Regions from separate parts of the Mus musculus genome. Here region 1 is linked to region 2. Evidence: chromatin contacts called from public Hi-C data. All regions are on one chromosome and are shown on one strand. Each heading gives the region's core, a stretch centred on a gene start, on an enhancer-like site or on the middle of the called end of the contact. The rest is flanking DNA. Distances are from core to core; before and after follow the strand shown.

The links. Hi-C and Micro-C count contacts between places; a contact is called where the count stands out from the background.
Region 1: a Hi-C map of trophoblast stem cells shows a contact between it and region 2, with 20 times the contacts expected there. The contact joins the promoter of Cgas here to the enhancer-like site in region 2. A contact is called at or near these places in 1 of 39 promoter capture datasets (embryonic stem cells), 1 of 484 Hi-C or Micro-C datasets (trophoblast stem cells), 1 of 115 datasets of contacts at active chromatin or transcription factors (thymic regulatory T cells) and 1 of 9 other capture datasets (adipose tissue).

The regions. Positions count from the first base shown.
Region 1 is chr9:78,439,396-78,444,666 of GRCm38.p6, reverse strand. It overlaps Cgas (cyclic GMP-AMP synthase), which reads left to right and starts at 1,430. Exons shown (of 5, transcript NM_173386.5): 1 at 1,430-2,203. The coding sequence starts at 1,589. It also overlaps a transcript of Mto1 not described here.
Region 2 is chr9:75,531,425-75,537,140 of GRCm38.p6, reverse strand. Tmod3 (tropomodulin 3) reads left to right here. Exons shown (of 10, transcript NM_016963.2): 2 at 4,549-4,715. The coding sequence starts at 4,590. Among named protein-coding and RNA genes, the nearest start is that of Tmod3, 25 kb to the left of the region's middle. Within about 2 kb of position 2,485, at least 36 of the 459 cell types and tissues checked have an H3K27ac peak or open chromatin away from gene starts, as enhancers often do. A contact at or near this core is called in trophoblast stem cells, where this site is marked.

The sequences.
Region 1 (5,271 bases), core at 181-2,680, 2.9 Mb before region 2:
ATTGCACTGTTTTCTTCTTTTTAATTCCTCCTCCTCCTCACCCTCCTCCTCCTCCTCCTCTCCCTCCCTTCTCTTCTTCTTTTCCTCCAGATAGGGTTTCGATGTATAGCCCTGACTGTTTTAGAACTAGCTCTGTAGATCTCCAGCTTACTGCCTCTGCTTCCCTAGTGCTGAGACTAATAATGGAGAATGCCACTCTACTGGCAAGACCTCACAGAGAGGTCTCCTGCTCAAGTGTATTTCTGCAAAGTAGGCAGCGTTTCCATTCCCAGGTGTGTCTACTTGCCATTCAAAAGCGAATGCTTGTTAGACAAGTTCCCATTTTGAAAACTCATGTACAGGCATTGACAGGAAGGAGGGAAGAGAGTTGCAGGGTCAATAGGATGGCAGCACACTGATCGGTGTCTTTTTATTCAGGCTACATGTATCTCATAATATATGGTACATACACACGCGCGCGCGTGCGCGCGCGCACACACACACACACACACACACACACACACACTCACACACACACACACACACTTTACAAAAAGTTACACAGAGCAGCAATTTTTGAGCTTTATTTTAAGGGACACACAGGATTGCATAATAAGGTGTGGAATATAGTAATGTTATTATTATAACATTCTGATGTTAGTTGAAAACTAAGTGTTGTTCTGAGCCATGTAAATCTTCAGAAGACAGGTTTTTGTTTTTGTTAGCACAGTGGAAGGCAAAATGAGTTCCGCCAAGAACAACTTTAAAAGAAGCAGCCACTGTTGACGAGACCGACTTTAGAAATCGCTTTCTGAAAGTCTGCATTAAAGGACTACGGAATCTCAGCAGCCAAATCAGGATGGCTTACACCGTGCTGCTCATGAAACTCACACAGGCACTTTGAATATGTTCTTTAAGAGTCGGTGTGCTTTTTAGAAAGATAAGTTGAAATACTAATTCCAAGCAGTTAAATCTAACTTGAAAAGGTTCAGTGAGTTTCTATTTCTCATTAACAAGAACAGTAAATTTTGATTTAAAGTTTACATAAACCGGGCGAGGTGACGCACGCCTTTAATCCCAGCACTTGGGAGGCAGAGGCAGGCGGATTTCTGAGTTCGACGCCAGCCTGGTTTACAGTGAGTCCCAGGACAGCCAGGGCTACACAGAGAAACCCTGTCTCGAAAAACAAAAAAAACAAAAAACAACAAAAAAGTTTACATAAAAAAGTTGTTTATCAACTACAAATGTACGAGAGACAGTAGTGTCCTGAAACACATCTTGGTGGTAGGCGGCAAATCTAGCCATCTGAGCTGTCAGTGGTTTCCGCGTCTGTGCGGTAAAGGAGAGGTTTCCCGGCCAGTGGCTCAGTGGGTGGTTCCCCAGCTAGTGGCTCTGCTGGTCCCCACTGGTGAAAAAGTTCGCATCTCTTGGACCGCCTCTTCCTGGCGCTGACTTCACGCGTGCTCCTGCGCCTGCTCGCGGCGGATACTGACCGGCTACGTTCCCGCCATATATTTAAGTTTCATTTCCAGCGGCCACTGAGAGTTCCCCTTTTCGCGGCCTTTCTTCGAAGTCGATTTATTCTTTCCCGGACCGAAGAGCGGCAGATATGGAAGATCCGCGTAGAAGGACGACGGCGCCACGCGCTAAGAAGCCGTCCGCGAAGCGCGCCCCGACGCAGCCCAGCAGGACCAGGGCCCACGCGGAAAGCTGCGGCCCGCAAAGGGGGGCTCGATCGCGGCGGGCGGAGCGTGACGGGGACACCACGGAGAAGCCACGTGCCCCAGGGCCCCGAGTGCATCCAGCAAGGGCCACTGAGCTCACCAAAGATGCACAGCCCTCGGCCATGGACGCGGCAGGAGCCACCGCGCGGCCTGCCGTCCGGGTGCCCCAGCAGCAGGCCATCCTGGATCCGGAGCTGCCCGCCGTACGGGAGCCCCAGCCGCCCGCGGATCCCGAGGCGCGGAAAGTCGTAAGGGGACCTAGCCACAGAAGGGGCGCGCGCTCCACCGGGCAGCCCAGAGCGCCGCGAGGGTCCAGGAAGGAACCGGACAAGCTAAAGAAGGTGCTGGACAAATTGAGATTGAAACGCAAAGATATCTCGGAGGCGGCCGAGACGGTGAATAAAGTTGTGGAACGCCTGCTGCGCAGAATGCAGAAACGGGAGTCGGAGTTCAAAGGTGTGGAGCAGCTGAACACTGGCAGCTACTATGAACATGTGAAGGTGAGCGTCAAGACCTGCTGGAGGGGCTCCGGCCCCACTCCTCACTTGCCTCCTCAGCTGTTTGGGGGTCCCACACTCTTAGGGCCCCCCTCCCTTGGAACACCCCAGTCTTTTTTTTTTTTTTTTAATTCATCCAGTTAGCTCACAGCAAGCAATATTGATAGCTAGTTAGTTTGCTTTGGAGGGATGGGACAGGTGACCTTAAAGTAGTCGCAGGGGAGTCATCTTTATTAATCCTTCCCCAACTATAGCCTCTAGATTGAATCTAGTCCATCCCTGAGACTTTGGGACCGCCTGCAATTAGGGCAGAATTGTATACAACTAATTGGGAGAGGTGGCTGGGTACTCAAGTGAGGGTCCGTTGACATTGTCGCACCCCCTATGAGCGAACGTCATCTACAAGCCTACCTCTAATGCTCTTCGGAGAGTAGGCCCGGCTGAGTTCCTGAAGATGATGGTGATAGCTATTCTCTGCTAGTGAAATGAGCCAATTCAAGCCAAATTAAAATATATTAAGGCAGGTTTATTAGAAAGCTGCTCTTGGGCAGGTTCACTGGTCCTAAGAAAAAGGCCAGGGTAGTCACTGTGGGGAGGGAGACAGAGGGAAGAGGGAAGAGAGAGAGAGAGAAAGAGTGTGCCCACGCAGGGAGAGAGAACATACAGAGAGGCAGAGTTGGGTAGAGAAGGAGGAAGAGAGAGAAGAGAGAAGAGGGGAGAAAGGGAGAGGGAGAAGGAAGGGAGGGAAGGAAGGGAGAGAGAGAGAGCGAGAGCGAGAGAGAGCGCACAAAATGCCCACATTATATAGAGAAGAGCTGCTTCTGGCGGAGGGGAAGCCCAGCCCCTTGGCTGAAAGGTTCAGGGCAGAGGCTGAAGTATGCTAGCCATGCTCTGTAACAGGTAGGGACTGAGGGACCTGGGAGAACCTGGAGGCCAGGTCGGCTTTGGTTAAATGCGCACCTGGATCTGAATCCAGACACCTCAGCCTTTTGTTGATAATAAATGAATAAGGGGCCTCGCAATTGTCTATGGCTACTTTGCTGACATTGGGGTGCCATGATCAGGGAAGGGGTTCAAAACTGGAATGCTGACCAAGTCTGAGAAGAGCAGGCTGTGTAACTTGCTGTCCAGGTTGTGGGACTGTTCTGGATTTGGGATGCTAATAACAGATAGGAGCAGAAGATAAAGTTAAGGAGGTTAGGGAGAAAAAGAAATTTTCTTGGGTGTACATTTGAAACCTTTAGGCCCATGGTCTTGGTAGTTGGGGTGGGGCTCCCAGGACCAGGGAAAGGGGACTAGATCCCCCCTCAGGAATACACAGGTAGGGGAGGGAAGCAGGTTATTGATTGGCAGTACTTATCTGGAGTCAATTTGACCTGTGAGAAGTGGATTCGAGTGGATGCCCTGAAGCTTAGAAGTATCTTTTTAAGTTTACAAAAAGAGATAAATATTAGAAGTGTTAGTTTTACCACTGTTCCATGTTAAACTCTGAACTTTGAGGTCTCACCACAATGATAGCACAGCGAGGGGAGGGAACGGGAGGGAAGGGGAAGAGATCTGAAGCATTTTCCTTCTCCCTTAGCTCACTTTCCTTAGCATTCAAGGTTTTCACGACCTCCAACCTTCATACCTTACCTTTAGCAACCTCAGAACACCTTGCTATTTCCTCGCGCACTTTCTTAGACGCTTTCCTAGCCTCAGACCTTACATAAACTGTAAACTGTTTTTCTGTTCAAAATCACCATGAGACACTGGCGGGAACACTCACTGTAAAGTGAGTTCCTTTAGTAAGAAATAGTAAAAAGTTACTTCTCTCATTGGTCTTCAAAGTCTTCAGAGACCTGAGAAGGATAAAATTTACCTAAGTAAGCAGGAACAATAATCCAAAAATGGCCTATATATCAACTAAAACGACCGAGGCGAGTCTAAAGTCTACTACCTAAACAATTGTCCCAGGCTCTGTGGCCTCCATGGCACCTTGTGCAGAGGCAGTCTTTGGCCATTTGGTCCAGACTATGAGAGGCTTTTCCTGTGGAGGAGGAACATGGGAGAGACAGACCTCACCTTGTCTTAGGCAGCATGGACAATTAACTCTCTGGTGTCCTGTTTGTCCATGGTTCAGGCTGGCCCTAGCCTGGGCAAGGCAATGTGGCAGTCTTTCTTGGTGATTAGTGTAGTACAAGCTAGGTGGAGTCCTTTACCGATATGCCAGGATCTTCTTGGCGACCTTGAGGTGGTCACTGCCAGGATTTAGGAGTTTCTGTTTGTCATGGTAAGTTTAAGCCTCTTAAATGCCAGATTCAGCAGGTCTCTGAAGTGCCTGAGGACCATCTGTCAATCTAAAGCATACTGGAATAGACAAACTTTGCTTGTTTCTAGTTGCCAGTCCTAGGTTTAACCTTAAAAACATGTGCAGGTGGGCAAATGAGCTTGAAGAGCTAGTGCAGACTAATCGTATCTGGTATCTGAGTTAAACAGTCACTGTCTGTTTTTTTTTTAACCTCTTACAGTTTAGTTACCTCTTCTAAACTGTACCTGTAATATTAAAATGAAATACCTTTTTAAGACATAGAGCATAGCCATAATTTTCAGAAGACAAAAACTAAGTTCTAGCAAGTGCAAACAATGTAAGGTCTCCAAAGTTAATACCAAGTGGGTGACTATTATGTTACACGGTTTGCCTGTCAGGTAGGGACTGAAGGATGCTGGGAGAACCTGGTGGCCAGGGCCACTTTGGCATGTTAAATATGCACCTCAGCTGATTGTCCAGGGCCTGAATCTCAGTAGGTGGCAGTGTGTCCCAGAGGCTAATCCTGTGCAACACTAGTGAGAATTGTAAGAAATAAAGGAAAATGTAGTGGTTTCATTCAAATGATGTGGTAACCCATCCCAGCAGGGAGGCAGAGGCAGGTGAATCTTTGTGAGTTTGAGGCTAGCGTGGTTTACATAGAGAGAGTCCCAAGACAGCTATGGCTCTATCGAGACGCTGTTTCAAACCAAACCAAATAAAAGAATGAGCCACAACAACGTGCAATATGAATGTGTTATAAAAACTAGTGCGCATACCCACT
Region 2 (5,716 bases), core at 1,236-3,735:
TTCCTCCCGTGCCCTGTCACCATTCAGGGTTTTCACGACCTCCAGCCTTTGTAACTTATGTTTACCAACCTCAGAACACCGTCCTATTTCCTCATGCACTTTCTTGTATCCTCAGACCTTACATAGACTGTGTGGGGACAGATGCAAGTAAGTTAGATTGTGGTTGTATAAGGATGGAGCCTCAGGAGAGTTCTAGGGATATTGTGAGATCCAGGAAGGCCTTGAAGAATGTATAGGGCTTCAGTTGAGGAAACAGACATGGTTAAAGAATGTATTTCATCTGGAGAAAGAGCATGGTTAGCAGGGATATGGGCATCTAGACTCTGTCCTTTTTAGAATTGTGATAGGGAACAGCTGAAGATAATGCGGGAAAGCTGACTAAATCAGTTTGTAAACTGTATTTTGTGCTGAGGAATTTGCACATTTCTCAAAGAGTTGGCAGCTTTTATTCTGTGAGGGGCCAATAGTAAATGTTTTAGGCTCTGCAGACCACTGTAATTATTCATCTCTCCCACTGTGCCACATGAACCAGGGATAGACAATACATTGATGAATAATGTAACTGTTCCAATTTACATTTATAGTAACAGCCAGATTCAAGTCCCTGCTATAAAACACAAGAACATATTCTCATCTAGCTGTGGTTTAGTGCCCATTACCCATCCTCCCATGCACAACCTTTCTAGCCTGTAAAAACATCTACTCAGGGGGCTGGAGAGATGGCTCAGAGGTTAAGAGCACTGACTGCTCTTCTGAAGGTCCTGAGTTCAATTCCCAGCAACTACTTGGTGACTCACAACCATCTGTAATGAGATCTGATGCCCTCTTCTGGTGTGTCTGAAGACAGTTACAATGTATTCATCACATATATAAAATGAATAAAATCTTAAAAAAAAAAAAACGAAAAAGAAAAAAGACATCTACTCGATGTCTATGAAATTAACTTTTTAACTTCTACTTATATGTGAGAATTTACAGTGTTTGACTTTCTGTGTGTGGCTTATTGCACTAAATATGTCCTTGAGTCTCTGTTGCTGCATAAGGCCACCATATTGGTTTCACCTCCTTGTCATTCAGAATTTGTTCTCTTCTAATAAAGTGTCCTCAGAGGACAGGGGAGAGATAGATTATATTGTTATCCTCAGAACAGAAGCAAAAGCAAGCTACTCCCAGAGCGGCTTCTGAACGGCTGTCCCGAGACACTGTCAGTATACAGTGGGATGCTCCTCAGTAAAGGAAAGCTAGGGGAGATGTAAAGTCAGGATGGGGACTCTCGGAGTGGGAACACAGGATACAAGAACATGCAGATATGAGTTCTGAGTGAGATTAGCTACCATCAATACTATTTGTTAACACTTTGTTGAAGCAGAATTGAAGTTTCTAGAAAAGTTGACTTTTCTAGAACTGGAAGTTCTTTCACCTTGGCAAAAATTCCAGAATCTGAATCACAAGAATATGACTTCTCTATTGTTTTGTAAAGGAAAAACAAGCTGAAGTAAAAGTCATAGAAACATGTTCCCCTACAACACACAAAAAGTAGTAAGAGTTAATAGAGCACAACTACAGACCCTGTGATCTACAACAGTAACGTTCCTGTATGACGCACCGGTGCAGTTGCGGCACAGAGGCTGTGAGAGTGACCATCTGCTATCTGATTAGATTTAAGGCCACTCCATGAAGTGGATGGAACCCATGCCTGACACAGCTTGGGTGCCTAAGAACCTGAGACTAAGTAGGCCACGGGCCTAGGGGAAAACCAAATAGTATTGTTTGCCAAAGGAACACAGCAATAAAGTGACTCCTAATGATACTGTGCCATACTTCTGTATCTTAGGGATGCTGTTGGTGTGATGAAACACCATGACCAGGAGCCACCAGAGAGGACAGGATTTATGTGACTTCTGCTTCCATACCTCTGTTCATCATTGAATGAAGTCAGAACAGGAACTCAAGCAGGGCAAAAAACATAGAGTCAGGAGCTGATGGAGAGGCTGTTGAGAGTGTTGCTTCCTGACTTGCTCAGCTTGCTCTCTTATAGAACCTAGGACTACCAGTCCTAGGATGGCGCTACCCACAGTGAGCTGGGTCCTCTCCTGTTAATCACTAATTAGGAAAACGCCTTATAGATGGATCTAATGAAGGTAATTCCTCAATTGAAATTCCCTCCTTTCAGATGACTCTAGCCTTTGTCAGGTTGACATAAAACTAGCCAGCACACCATGGATCAGTGTCTTGCTCAGCCATCATTAGAGAAGCATCCGCCTACAGGACATGGGCACTAATACAGAGACCCACAGCTGGACAGTATGCAGAGGGTGACAGACTGAGAACACTCAGTCCTAAGTGTCTTCTTAATCCCTCCCCCCCCCCACCCCCGGGGGCTCAGGGAGCTATGCAGAAGAGGGGGCGGAAAGGTTGTAAGAGCCAGAAGGGGTGGATGACACCAAGGAAACAGTGTCTTCCAGACACAACAAAACTGACTCACATGTGAACTCAGACTGTGGCAGCGCAACGGGGCCTGTGCAGGTTCCAGACAGACATACCAGAGAGGAGAGGGAGAAGTAGCTGTGAGCTCCAGCCCCTGCTTCCCAACCAAAAGACGCTCTCTCCGATTGACAACCACTTGCAAAGGAAAAGCCAGTTTTCTAAATGGTGTCTCACTGGGTACACAAACCACAGATGAGGGCAGGCCCCGTGCCAAGCAAGTAGATGACCAACACAGAGTTAACTCAATGACATTTTTGTAGGTTTTTGGTTTGGTTTTGGCTTGGTTTGGTTTGGTTTGGTTTGGAATTTTTGGCTCATGTTGGCTTTTGGGGGTTTTTCTTTATCTTACTGGTCTTTTACTTGTATGAAATAATTCCTAATTTTATGTTTTTATGGGTTTGTTTGTGTGTTTCTTGTGGTTTTTTTCTTATTATTATTCTAGTTGGTTTGCTTTTTTATTTGCTCGCTTCTTTTCTAAAGAGAGATGTAGCCCGTGTGAACACTGTACGTGGTGGAAGCACTTCACTGCCTGCTCCCTGATTTTGTTGCAGCATGTTCTCAGTGTCCTTTCATACAGAGTAGTCCTGCTGTGTGCTGTATGTGTAGCTGCTGGGCCTAATTCTATTAGGTAGAGCCACCCACACTGACAAAATGAAGAGCCTTCCCTGTAGTCAGGCCTTCTTGAACATACTGCCTATTCCTGGGTGGCACATCCCAGTGTGTTTTAATATGTTTTCAGAATGCCTTTTTGTTGTTCTTTAGAACTTCTTTTCTGCTGGGTGTGGTAGCATACACCTGTGTTTCTAGCACTCACGAGGGAGGTCAAAGCAGAAGGCTCACCTTAAATGCAAGGCTAACTTGGTCTATGGAGCGAGTTTCAGGTTAGCCTGACCTGTATTGCGAGACCTAGTGGGGGAAAAAAATCCCTTAAATAAACAAACAACCTAATAATAGGAAAATAATATTTTCCTTTGAAAATGTTTTTAGAAGATGCCCTTGTTTTTAGTTATGCGTACCTGTGAGTGTCTGCTTGCATGTATGTGTATCACATGTATGTTAGTCTTGTGCGCGCTCAACTGGCCAGGAAGAACGACGCTGCAACAGGATCCTTCTGCACACGTTTATTCAGTCCTGTTTCTTCTTGTTTATATCTCCCTTGTTTATATCTCCCTCGAACCCTGGGCCTCTCACTCTTTTATACTCTCAGTTCCCATCCACGCACAGCAGGCCACACCACCTCACCAGGCACGCAGCTTCAGCTAATCAGGGCAGCAGGGGCATATCTCCATCAAAATGGATTCACTGGTATCCTGGTACACCTGCGCAGCTCTCAAGATGTTTGTGGCTTATATGAGGAAGTCAGGTGCAAGTCATACGACTTAGCTGCAGTCCCTGGGGCCTTTGGGACTGCCGCCACACCCGCTTCTCACATGTTAGTACCCTCGGAAGCCAGAGGAGAGTGTCGGATCCTCTAGAATGAGTTAGTTACAGCTGGGAGCCACTCTGTGTGGATTCTGGGAACCGACCAGAAACCCTCTGCAGGAAGCATTCTTAACGGCTGAGCCGTTTCTCCAGCTTCTAAAATCATCTTTTGAAAAATACTTTTTTTAAAAAATCATAGTCCCAGAGGCAAGGGACTACTATTTCTTCCTGTGAGATATATATTGCTATTTTCCTATGTTGATATTGTGTCATACTGTTCTCCTAAATAGTTTGTAGTGAAGCAAATGTTCTCCATTAGGATAAATTGATGTCACAGACATTTATTTTCTCAAAAAAAAAAATTTAATTCATTTTGCCACTAAAATTCAAGCATCGGGAATTGTACATTCTACCAAGCAATTGTTTTAATGTTTTTCATCCTCACTTCCTTTCTCCCACTTGATTATTTTCCTGCAGAGGCAGTAGTGAAGGCATGAGTGGTGATGAGTGGTGTGTAGGTGAGAGCAGCAGATGATAGACCAAGGATGTAGGACACCCAACTAGCACTCCCTGTTCCCTGTCATAGATGCAAATACATGACGTCCATTTGTAAAATGGCTTTCTCACTTCTCTCCAAAGCTATAACCCGTGGTGGAAGTAGCCAGTGAGTACCCTGCACCATGGCACTGCCGTTCCGGAAGGACTTGGGGGACTACAAGGACCTGGATGAGGACGAGCTCCTTGGCAAGCTGTCCGAATCAGAGCTGAAACAGCTGGAGACTGTCCTGGATGATCTTGACCCCGAGGTCGGTGCTAACCGAAGAAGAGATAGCGACCGTTTGGCTCAGTAGCTGCCGTCTAACCAGCTTGCTTTCTCGTGCCTTTTCCCATACCCTTTACCCACTTTCTGTCCAGATGAACTGGCTTTTTGCTTCTTCTCCAGGTCCCCATATCTACCTCCACATCTTATGACACAGGCATTTTAAACCATCATTAAACATCTACACAATTTCTTTTCTCCACTACAAGCTTACCTTTGTGTAATTGAAATTAGTAATAGCTAATTAGCCCTTTAATTTATGCTAATCTGTTTCTCTTCAGAGTTACCAGACTGGCACCAGTATATGTGCCTCTAAGAATGTTCTTAGTGGCCTAAACCTAATTATAATGGTACTTAAGAAAGGTTGACCAGATGGTCTGTGTTAGCATCGGTGGGACAGATCTGAGGAGCAGATCTGAACATGGATATTTCTTAACGATGATCTTAAGTCCCTGATAAACCCATCCTAAGTTACAAATATTATACATTGAAATGCATTTATTATACCTAGTCTATTAACATCATAGCTTTACCTAGCCTACCTTAAATGTGCTCAAAACACTTAAGTAAGCCTACATTTGTACAAAATCATGTAATGTAAAGCCTAGTTTGTTTAAAAAAAAAAGTAGTTATTACCTCATAGAAGTTAACTTAGGTGCTATCCTGATAATGAAAACCAAAATGATTGTACGGTGTGCTTTTACATTATCTTACAGTGAGCCATTGTTAGTCAAGGACAGTGCAGATGTATACTTGTCTTAATTTGCCAACTGGTTGTTACTTGTCTCCTAGGCTGCACAAGTATAGTGTGGAACTATTTAATCTTTGAAATGAGACTCATGGAGGAGCAGATAGCAGGGAAGACCCTCAAAGTAGTGGTTATTTGCAAAGCTTGACCATCTTTCTTGAAAGCACATTGGTTTTCTGTATTCTTGAAGAATTAAAGTATTGTGAGCTTTTAGGGAAAGGAGTGGTACTGAGAATTAA